3 separate regions of the Drosophila melanogaster genome follow, and regions 1 and 2 are each linked to region 3. The links are chromatin contacts, called in public HiChIP or PLAC-seq maps. All regions are on one chromosome and are shown on one strand. The core of a region is the stretch at or near the end of the contact, and the rest is flanking DNA. Distances in the headings are between cores, read along the strand shown. Region 1 holds the start of CG8915. Region 2 holds the start of baz (bazooka). Region 3 holds the start of Ankle2 (Ankle2,).

Evidence for each region. HiChIP or PLAC-seq counts read pairs in DNA pulled down with a chosen protein or histone mark.
Region 1: a contact with region 3 is called in a Psq HiChIP or PLAC-seq map of the Kc167 cell line, with 5 times the contacts expected there. The contact joins the promoter of CG8915 here to the promoter of Ankle2 in region 3. A contact is called at or near these places in 2 of 6 datasets of contacts at active chromatin or transcription factors (both in the Kc167 cell line).
Region 2: a POLR2A S2P HiChIP or PLAC-seq map of the Kc167 cell line shows a contact between it and region 3, with 5 times the contacts expected there. The contact joins the promoter of baz here to the promoter of Ankle2 in region 3. A contact is called at or near these places in 1 of 107 Hi-C or Micro-C datasets (the D17-c3 cell line) and 1 of 6 datasets of contacts at active chromatin or transcription factors (the Kc167 cell line).

Annotation. Positions count from the first base shown.
Region 1 is chrX:17,242,567-17,246,582 of dm6, forward strand. CG8915 reads right to left here and starts at 2,435. Exons shown (of 3, transcript NM_001298440.1): 1 at 1,668-2,435; 2 at 1,358-1,565; 3 at 1-1,296. The coding sequence starts at 2,345. The region is part of intron 1 of f (forked); the gene reads left to right. CG42854 reads right to left here. Exons shown (of 4, transcript NM_001201732.2): 2 at 3,963-4,016; 3 at 3,559-3,909; 4 at 2,787-3,487. The coding sequence ends at 3,803.
Region 2 is chrX:17,158,376-17,162,036 of dm6, forward strand. baz (bazooka) reads left to right here and starts at 1,631. Exons shown (of 8, transcript NM_001347807.1): 1 at 1,631-2,816. The coding sequence starts at 2,697. It overlaps xmas (xmas,), which reads right to left and starts at 931. Exons shown (of 5, transcript NM_001370033.1): 1 at 796-931; 2 at 1-731. The coding sequence starts at 839.
Region 3 is chrX:17,577,550-17,581,387 of dm6, forward strand. Ankle2 (Ankle2,) reads right to left here and starts at 1,680. Exons shown (of 10, transcript NM_132993.3): 1 at 1,556-1,680; 2 at 964-1,218. The coding sequence starts at 1,195. It overlaps CG12991, which reads left to right and starts at 2,312. Exons shown (of 6, transcript NM_001272721.1): 1 at 2,312-2,548. It also overlaps asRNA:CR44124.

The DNA.
Region 1 (4,016 bases), core at 1,185-3,684, 330 kb before region 3:
CACTCATTCCGTCGCCAGCGAAAAGAACTCTGGATATCTGCTGCCCTGATTTCTTGCCGCGCTCTATGTTTAGAACAAAGGGATCCCTCACCGAGTGGTAGGCCGCAATTATGATCATGCTGTCCAGGCAGCGCAAGTAAATGGAGTACACCAGGCATTTGCCGATTTGAACGCCTAAGGGCAGTTCGGCAACGATATGTCCCAGCGGCGTGACCTCGTCCCGTTCGTCGAGCACGCCCAATAGCTTCAGTCTAGAACAGGACTGCATTACGGCATCCTTTGGTGGGGTATCCAAAGCCAGAGCTAGAAAATTTTCTATTTTCTTGTCTGGAGCTGCCAACTTGGTCAGCAGACATATCTCGTCCAAGGTACGCCTCATGATCTCTGGGATGGTGTACAGATTCATTCTGGCCATGCGGTCGTTGTCATACAGACGATAGCAATTGCCATGGCACACGCGTCCAGCTCTTCCCGCACGCTGTTTGGCGTCCGCCTGCGAGATCCACGTGAGGGTTAACTGCGATGCATCTATGGTCGAGTCATAGGTCTTCATCTTGGCGAGGCCCGTGTCGATGACATAGAGTAGATCCGGAATGGTGATCGAAGTTTGTCCTATGTTGGTACTAAGAATAATCTTTAAACGCACGCCAGGATAAGTGCGGAAGACCTTGCGTTGCTCGCTGTTGTCCACCTGGCTATGAAGCAGTATGATAGTAATCTGTTCCCGCGGCAGAGACGATTCCAAGCGGGCCAGTAGCGAGGTCATATCGCTATAGCCTGGCAGGTACACAATCACCGCTCCAGCGTCACCTTGGCGCAGTAATAATTCCAATAGCGAAACGATCAAGTCATTGTCGATATCCGGATGTACGATTGTGTTACCTCCATAATAGGCGGCTAGTAGTTCGCTAGGAGTTTCTTTGCCTGTCGGCTTGCCCAAAAACTTCTCCATTCTCGGGTGCATGTACCCAGTTTTACTAAGAATGTCCTCTAGATGATAGATCGACACCTCGAAGCTGCGCCCCTCCACATCCATTACAGTGCCCCCACCAAAATAGTTGGACAATGCTTCAAGATCCATGGTGGCCGACATAAGCACGAGGCGAAGGTGCGGATTCTTTTGCAGCTCCAGCTTGGTGGCCAGCAGCAGGAAGTCTGTGTCCAAATCACGCTCGTGGGCTTCATCAATGATTAAGTGGGTGGTGTTTTTAAAAAAAGACTTCTTATCCATGGCGAGAGCCCTTAAAAGGCAACCACTGGTGGTCAGCATTAGAACCGTGTTGCTGCTGCATTGTCCTGGCAGAGATTGAATATTATAGTTATAGTCATAATTACTTTACGGCCAACTGCTACTCACTATTCATGCGAATATTATAGCCCACTGTGGTGCCAGGCGCCTCACCGCGCTCCTTGGAAATGCGCTCCGAGACACTGATAGCTGCTATGCGGCGAGGCTGACTTACCACGATCCTGACTGGAGCACGATGCTCTGCGGCCCACTCAAGGATGTACTGGGGAAGTTGGGTGGACTTGCCAGAGCCGGTGGCTCCTTTAATGATCAAAACCTGTAAGGTGGATTCTCAGGTATTAGTAGCAATTCAGTGTTTGACGTAATATAAATAGAAAATGGTACAGGTACTTAATATCAAAAGGAAGCATTTGGTCACCTGATCGCGCTGCAGAACGTTGAGGATGCTCTCCCGCTGCTTGTAGATGGGCAGGCTCCGGCGCTCGTGCTGAATGTTCCTGTTCCGGTTGCTCTGCGGCGGCGGAATAAGCCTCTGCCCGACCAGGCCGAAGTTGGAAGGAAGCCGTATATCCTTATATTGCTGTTTGTTGCACTTTAAGTCTCCAACGGAGTTCATCAATCTGCGTTCCACATTGCCGGCCATTTGTCCCAGAACGTCTAGGAGCGGCGGACAAATGTCCAGCTTTGTGTTGCAAAGAATGTATTGCTGTTGGCCATCCGACTGTGGGCGACTTATAAAAAGGACGCGGTTCTCCTCTGGACCCTTGCTCACCGTCTTAAGCCCGCGATGCTGGGCCAATCGGTGAACGTGGCTGCGCTGGGCTTTTGTAAGTCCGGGGAGCTGTTTCTCTGGCTCGCAGCTCTGCAGGAAGTCGTCGACCAGTTGGCGGAGCATCTTTTCGTCCTCGGACTTCAGCTTGTCGCCCGCGTCGGCTTTCGCGTTCTTGCCCGGTCGAGTCTTCTGTTTGCCAGTTCCCTTCGGCCCACCGGTCACTCGGCCATTGACCACCAACACTACCGCCTGTTCCGGCATAGGTTGTGCCTTCTTTCTGCCCTGGCGACGGCCACGTTTCACTGCTTCTTCACTGTCCGCCATTCGACTGTGTTCAATCTCTGTGCGCTTTTCAAAACTCTATTCGCCTTTCAATCAGCTGTATTTCTACAATACCTCGATAACAATGAATTGTAGAAGTTATCGGACCCTATTGCGCGTCGATATCAGGCGGCTTTGCTGCCTATCGGGCCGGATGGCAGTGTGCCCAAATGATAAACTTTTATAACTTTTACTGTTCTTGATATGATTTATTTATCTTTAATGTTTTTTACTATAACGGTGATTCGTACTCTGAATTTTACATTACCTAAGCATACTTATATTTATATTTAGCTTTTGAAACCAAATTGTGAATTTCTGCCTGCTACATACACACATATTCATGTGCATATTTACATATGAATGTATATTTGCTTTTTTATTTATATTAAGCTACATATAAGGTCAAAGACAATGATTTTTACAGTGTAAGAGAGGTAATACATATGTAGATTTTTATTTTATGGAATTGGTTGAAGTTTTGTTAAATTAGCAGTGGCATTACTTGTTCAGATTGTACGAAGAGCAACTGTTTTACGTAGCGAAAGGGGAGGACAGTTAATTATGATGTGGAGTTGCTTAGTGATGATTTAGTATAATGATGCGCGTTCACGGCGAATCTTCATGTGTTGCAGAGCCCATCCTTAATGGCAGCCACATACGCAGACGCAGACACAGCCTTCCTGGAACACAACAATCGAGGCCACTAATACAGGCACAGCTGGCCTGCGCAACTCCTGGCAGAAAAGGTGGAACTTAGCGGGCATTGTCCCTTCATCAGCCTGGGCCACGCTACAATCCCAGAGGAAGCCACTCCGAATTACCTAGGTATCAGGAGTCTCAACTGCAAGCCGCACCAATTGAGAAAAGCCAGACTACCGACTAAAATTATTCTACTGGCATATAGGCAGAGGGTCCAAGTTGCGGACATCCACAAATCTTCTTATATATAATCCGATCGTCAGGCCGATCTGGGGAACGGCCAGTAAGTCCAATATCGAAATAATACCGGAGCCCACGTGCTGCACGACAAATCCACCATCAACGAGGTCCTAGGCTTCGCTTGGGTCAGGGAAGAGGTGAAGAAGAGCAGCGCGCAATATGCCAAAAGGCTTTATAGTCATCCCAACATAATGGCCATCTCCCTATTGGATAACAGCGAGCATGAGCTCGTTGAATGTTAGCTGAGTCAATAAAAATTAAATATAATACTTACTCGTTAAGTGTCACGCCCTACAACTTAATAGTTATCCATAATGTATAGATGTGGTGTTTTAGAAGAAATACGTACATATGTATGTACATAGTTCTTAATTTCACTGAGGATCCAGATAAGGTTCATTTTTGGAAAGTGGTTAGAGACACGGTTTCTTATTGTTGACTGGTAGTTTGAATTGTTGTTAAGATTTGTAAGGGATTTCGGGATGCTAGATACATATGTATGTATGTACTTTCTTAATTTACATCGTTTTTTTCTTTTTTTTGTTTGCGTTATTTTTTACGCATCCAAGTGCGTGGGACAGGGCCCTCTCCGCTGCCTGCTGGCCTACTAAGGAACCAATGCAATCTGTAAAGAAAAATATTTAAATAATATATCTGCAAAATTACAAATATACATACCAATCAAAACTGAGAAGAATTGTGGAAATGATTTTAAAGCCTTCCTCCCGTTAC
Region 2 (3,661 bases), core at 381-2,880, 420 kb before region 3:
TGCGCAGTTCATGCGGCAGTGGCGTCTCCTGGTCGGCACTGCTGCGCGAGTACTGCTTCAGGGCTCTTTCGTGACAGATTAGCTCATCGGAGCCCGGTTGTAGTTCATAGTAGGCTACCTGGCGCTGGAATTCTCTCAGCACGCGCTCCTTTTCCGGACACATATCGGCGCAGTGACCCTGGGTGGCACCGGACAGCTTGTGTTGCGTTCGGTTCAACCGGAGCAGCTTATCGCGGGCATCCAGCACGCTGAACTTCTCCTCGCTTGTATGGGCGGGTCTGCGCATCATGTTCTCAAGATCCCTGAGCTGGGCAGGCGTACGATCTCTGCTCACCGGCGCCGTTGCGGGCCCAACTGGTATGGCAGGCAGCATTGAACTGCCACCGCTACCACTGCTGCCATTTTGTGGTTTTTTTATCGGCTTGCCCGACCCATACTCATTGCGCCAGCCCGACTGCAGTGCACTCAACTCCGCCTGAATGTCAGGATCCACCCACTCCTCCGTTTTCTGTGCCGGCGCCGTCTCGTTATCAGCATAGGATATATCAAACAGGTGACCCTGAAAGCTGGCGCCATCGAGAAGCGCCCGCGCCGCCTCGTCCTCGCTGGCATAGCTTACGGTGCAGGTCATTCGCCGCGGACGCAGGACGAAGTTTACGAGGGTTCCAAAACGTCCAAAGTGCGAACGCGCCACATATTTGTCCAAAAATAGCTCCGGAATGTTTCTGCATCTGGGGATTCGTATGGAACTATAGTTGACATCGCTCTGCCTTTGATGAACGAACTTTTACTCACAATAATGTCTTGTAGTTGTAGCCGCCGGGACGGGGTTCTGCCATCGATCGAATATAGTTTAAGGTTTTTAGTTTCTTTTTTAGCTGAATGAGAGCGAATGTGTGCTTTGTTGTTACAATATTGCCGTCAAGCGATTGCCGGTAATCGATAACGCAAATCTGAAAATGGCGCGAAAAAAATACCGCAATGGCTATCCCACCCACACAATATCGTTCAGGTTTAATTGAAAATTTTAATGTTTTACATTCGAGATGAATGTATTTGCCTAATAAATAAAATGTTAACAGGAGTTGGTAAACATATATTCTTAGGAAATTAGGAAATGCTTGGGGCGTTCCTTAAACTGTTGAATGAAATCGAACATCTTCTTATATTATCTTATATATATATGAATATATATATAGGTGTAGCAATCTTTTTAAGTTCTTTTTATTCTCTTTTAAGCTCTCGATTCAAACTCCTCGATCTTGATAACACTATCTGTCGTTCTTAGGACTATACAATTAATCCTATCGAAATTGGTTGTTCCTAGTATTTTATATTTATACATAGCTTACATAAGAAATATTTTCATCTTTACACTTTAATATTTTAAGACGATTAATTACCTCTTAATCAATATCTCTATTTAATAGGCTGACTTATATAAAGCAATGCAAATTCAATAAAACTTATTGCAGAATTAGATGGCATTTAGCCCAATCCCTGATTTTAAAATAAGCGGGAGATAACGAGCAGTAGTGTGACCGCCCAGTAAAGTATAACCAAATACCGCGAAGAAGCCAAGCTGCTGTTCCGATAGTATCGATGAGCCTGCCATCCCCAGAATTTTGGTCATTTGTTGTTGCTCGCCAGGGCGAATTCGAACTCGAAGCGCAGTAATCAACGCGCTGCTCGTGGATTTTTTTTGCATTTTTTTGAGTTCAAATAGTTCGTTAATAAGAGTGGCGGTCAACGATACTATTCCACTTGCAATCGAAATATGAATAGTTGAAAGTGATAAACAACAAGAAAGAAGCGACGCCAACGGGCGAAAAAGGAGATAACCGAAAACGAAAAACACGACAAAAGCAACGTTAAAAGAGAGTAACAGAAAAGATATAAAAACGATGATCGAACCGTAAATTTAAAACCATGCAATCTACAGCGCATAATATATAATAATTTGACCAAAACAAATGCCAAGTTTGCGAGCGAGAGCGAAGAACGTTAAAAAAAGAAGTAAATAAATGATCTTGGCCCGCTGTTTGTTGTTCTTGTTATTATGGTTGCCGTTGTTGTAACTCGTTTTTTTTAATGCGCGCGTGTATGAATCACACAAACACAACAAAACAAACAATAACAACGATGCCTTACGGTGAAATATGCTAAGTAAATAGCAAAAGAGAGTTCCAGTTTCCAGAGAGCGACAGAGAGGGAGAGCGCGCGAGAGCGACTACAAGTACATACTGGAAAGCGATCCCGATCCTTTTTCCAGGCACGCAGCCATCTCGCTCGCACCCATGCCGCCCTAGACCAACTTTTGTTGCAGCTGCCTAACAACCAACAATACAGCAACAACAAGCGCACTGTGCACGCGAAAGGAGCAACAAGGATGGCGATAGCTGGAAAGCGACGACGATGATGATGATGCGGTCGTAACAACAACAGCAACAAGAACAACAAAAAGCTGCTGCAGGCAGACGAGCATAGCGTTAAAAAAAAGTAGCTGCATACAAAATAGTAATAGGAAAAAATCCGAAAAATTCGAGAAAAAAATAAGTTAAAGAAACGATCGCCCAATTTAATCAAGTGCATATATGTGTGTGCAAAATAAAAAGTGCATTGCAGCAGTCAAAAATACATACTTATTATCGCAGATCGAAGACGATAATAGTTATTGTTAACACGAAAAGTACGAAATGAAGGTCACCGTCTGCTTCGGCGACGTTCGCATTCTGGTTCCCTGTGGTTCCGGCGAACTCCTCGTCCGCGATCTCGTCAAGGAGGCCACGCGACGCTACATCAAGGCGGCCGGCAAGGTAAGGGGATATACCTGATATATATGATATAGTATTATAAAGTATTACTTTACCCATCGATAGTAATTTTGATGGATAACACTTCTGGAGTTACGGGAGGTACTATGTAACTGATATAATAAATACATTAATTATAAAGAAGGTTATCTCAAAATATATTATATATACATACAAAGGACATTTACTTCATACATATGTATGACTTATAAAAATACCAATGGATTCCAATATTATACTAATTTTCTTTAATTGTATCATTATTATATTCATACAAAAAAAACCCAATTAACTTAGAATTCTAGACAATAATGTTAGGCCCAATATTATTTATGATTATATTAATGATATACATATAGACAACCGTTATCTCTCCCAATTCGTTTGAATATTTGCATTCAAAAGTATAAAAACTAATAGATATCGTAAAATACCCCGAAGCTCTCAAATATATATTATTATACACAGATAATGGTAGAAACTGGTAAAAAAAAATCAAATGGCTCTTATGGAATAAACAAATACAAATAAATAAAATGATATCTTTTCATGTAGAAATTAGTGCTCCTACATTTATTTATGTTGGTTACCAACCCATTTCAGAAAGTGCTGACAAAATATAATAAAATATTACCATTTTACTTATTACTTATTACTTCTCTGTGACATCCAGTTGAAATGTTGATATGATATGGTTATCGGGGTCATAAACGTTATTAAAAAGAAAAGTGTCGCTAATGAGCGTTATTATAATCGTATATTTGGTTGGCCATTAACTTATAATTATAGGATTTTGTTTCTTAGCATGCACTTTCAATTAGTTAAGTCCGAAGAGTTAAGTTAAGTTT
Region 3 (3,838 bases), core at 430-2,929:
TGGAACATAAATATGGCAGAATGTGGGTGCTGACAGGTCAAGGTCCTCGTAATGCATCCAATTTGGGCATTGCCTGGAATGGGAACTGGATGATGTCGATGTGGAAGTGGAATGAACTCGCCCCAATCGGTTTTTTGTTTTCGAATCGCATATAATTGGATTAAAGAGCGAACGACTGAGAGCAGGAGAGTTGCATTTAATTAGACAGGTAATCGCCATCGTTCACCATTTGTTTACAATTAAATCGAAAGACCGCTCCCAGACAAGGAAATCGACTGTGCGAGCGGGACAGCTGGGCAAGCCCCGATTCCGACTTTTTTCTCGAATCTCAGAAGTTTTGAACACACACATGTAAACTTCTTCATGGGCTGTTAGTCATGGAGGAACAACAGCGCAAAACGAAACTTATAAAAATGCAACAGTTGAATTACCCTATATGTAATTTATCCCAGTTAATACATTTCATATATAATAATATTTAAGCACTTAATTTACCAAAAATGTGTAATATGCACTATTAGGTTCATTAAAATAACGACTTGAAAGAACGAGTTATCCATATGCTGAACAAATTTCGATCAGGTATATTCTGCATAAATGGGAATAAAATTTCAACCCCTTATAAAACAAACATTATTGCAGAAATTCGTCAAGCAATTCAGGTTTAGTTTCAAAACAAAACCTATGCAATTCCGATCATGAACATTCCTGTTGCTTGGAAACTTCAACCCTCGACTTTTAAATTTGGTTTTAAAAGTATGTGTATGAATCATAAAACCTCCCACTTGCTCCATACGACACAATTGTTTAAAAACAAAAGCACACGAATACCCATCAACGAATCGACCGAACGTTCGCGCATGACCCCCGATTACAGGGTATCACAATAGCAACAAGCGGCAAATAACTGGAACGCAAAACACACACATATACCGACACTCGCTTCATCTCGTTCGTACTTACGTGGATAGTCGGGATCCTCGTACTTGGTGGCAGCACTGCCATCGTCTGCGTTGCCCGTTTGCACGGATGCCGCCGAGCCGGATGGCGATCCCGATGCTACTGATGCCGATCCAGACGCCGGATTGGATGGCTTTATGTTCACCGCGGCTATGGAGCCGATGCACTGCGACACCGATCCCTCAAAACAGCCCGCTTTGGAGGTCGGGATATAGACCCCGAAATAGGTCGACATCTCTGCGTAAAATGGCGGATGCACTGCAAGGTAAGCGGTTAAAATGGTTTGACATCAACACCAAATAACAGGCAACTTCTTCACAACTCCGTGAAAAAATGTAAAGTTCCGCTGATGGCAAGCGAAGGCAACGGTAAAAATAGGGTAACATCAACCACAAAATGCCAGGAACTCTACTGTCCCGTTTTGTTGTTGTTTTCGGCTGCACTCCTCCACTCGCACGCACACAAACACAACAACGCAAAAAAAAAACGGAAAAAAAACAGCACACGCACATCAACAACCAGCGACGCGAACTCACGAGACCTGGAAGACCCAACGAATCGGCGGAATCACAAACATATATCTTGTTATTCTTACCTTTTAGCACAAAGGGCACAATACATGAAACAAAACCCAATAATCTTAAGCGTCTTTCAAACAAAATGTGCACAAACGAAATTAAATTAGAGGCGGACTGTCAGCGAATCTAGGTGTGGAGTAATATCGATAAAAAGTATCGTATGACTAGCTGACTATTGCAGTCAATTTCGAATTGCAGATCAAATTGAAATATTCTAAAACACTTGCATGAAAATTACGCGAGATTTATATACAAAGCTATAGCGATGATTGGATATCGGAAATTCAAATTGATTGTTACACAGAGGGATTCAGACATGAGAAGTGACACTTTATTTTAAGTCTTAAAAGGTATTTTGGTTGTAAGTTAGTATTACGTTATTCATAAAACGTACAAATGAGGCATTCCCCCAACTTTCCTCTTAATCATATAGCCAAGCAAAACATTTGATGGTTTGAGTCAAGGGTGCTATCAATACCACTGGTATTTTCTTAGTATTTTGTAACATTTTTAAATGCACCGCCTTGAATTTAGTCCTCTTAATTTGTTCATTAACTTTGGCCACTCACAAGCCTAGCTTAAAGTTAGTAACAGTTGCCCTGCTTATCCGCTTCTATCCCTTTTACACTTTTAAATACAGTTTGAATTTCATACGTTGGTTTGGGTCTATGGTGAATTGGTTGACGATTGGTATCTTTTTGGTATTTTATAAGGCTCCCCATTTAACGGTGGGGATTTTTCGGACATATTTCAACGACCGTCGACGGCTGCAAACATAACGTTCGTGGATTTCGTGGGGAATAGCGGTCGACTCGCGCGGTCTCATTTTTTTAACGTGCTTGTGTTGTGTGTGTGAATGTGTTTGGCGTGCGGCTAACACTGTTGTTGTCGAATTGTTGTTGTTGTTGGTAAAAACTTGCGCGCCATTACTAACAGTAAATTAAAGGAGTATCACTGCTAAAAAAAAAAAAATTGAATACACGCAAATTTGAAAGCTGCGACCCAAAAAGGTTTGTTTAAGTCTTCTAGTCAATTGTCTGATTATATTTTGTTCCCTTTTTCCTTTTTTTTGGTAGCTCAGGGATACACATACCCAGCAGGGGTGTGTTTTCCTGCGTGCGGGTGTATGCGTGTTTGTTTGTGTGTTTTGAACCTGTCCTCTTATTCTTGGCTAAAAATCAATAAAATAAAGCAAAAGTCGAAACAACAAAAGCTGCAGGTCCTTTCAATCCATGTGTACGTGTGTGTGTGTGTGAAAAGGGTACTGATATTCAGTGGATTTTTTTTGCACTCAGTAAGCAGCTGCAATAACTAAATAAATAAAAGACCGTTAAACGAGGCTCACTTAGTTAGTCGAGCATGGCCAAAAAGCCCGAGTTGCCAATTGCCAATTAGAAGCCCAAAACAAACGAAGATACAGTGAGGCACGACTAACGGTAATTAGGCGATTACCCCCTGTAAATTGCACCTGCATTAACCGTTCGTTTTGCAAAACATTTCCCGTTTCAAATGGCCAAGCTAATTGCCATTTTAAAGTGCCCAATTGTTTTCGATTTTCGCATTCGTTCCTGATCTACTAATCCCGAATTGATTGCCACCAATTGATTCCAATTTTAAATCCTTCCTCTTTTTATTATCAATCATTATATATAGTATTATCAATGTTAATTATATACAGATATTTTCAATTTATAGCGACTTATGACGATCGAATCCTCTTTCTTAGAACAAAAACTTTTCATAAGTTTTGATAGTTTTAGTAACTTTTTGTTGTGTCAAGTATTAATCATTACGCAAATAAAATATGTTTACAAAATATAAATTCGTTATGCCAATAGAGAATGAACTTCGAAGTAAATCACAAATTTTGCTTAGTGATTCGAATTACTTAACTCTAGGATTCCGAAACTTTTAAGATTATTATTTGTTATCCCCTCTTAATTAAATTTGCCACCATGAGTGTTGCCACATATAACTCATTAAATGATAAGAAATATTTGAACCGACTAACTCAACGGTATGTGTAATTACTTTTCCATTATATTGAGTACTAACAATGATAGCATTGAATGGCATTATCTATTAGCCGCTATCCACTGTAGTTGGCCGCACTTTGGTGTTAAGTGATCTATGATAAAGCGAGTTAACCCCGTAGCAAAAGCGTCGAAACAATAATCGCAAGACCCCATATTAATAGTAATGGCGATTTTATCTCTTGGCCCGGTGTTTTGCTATTATTTTCTTAACAGTTAGCGGGCAGCATACTGTTTTTTTGTATAATTTTTTAATGCCTTTCCTAA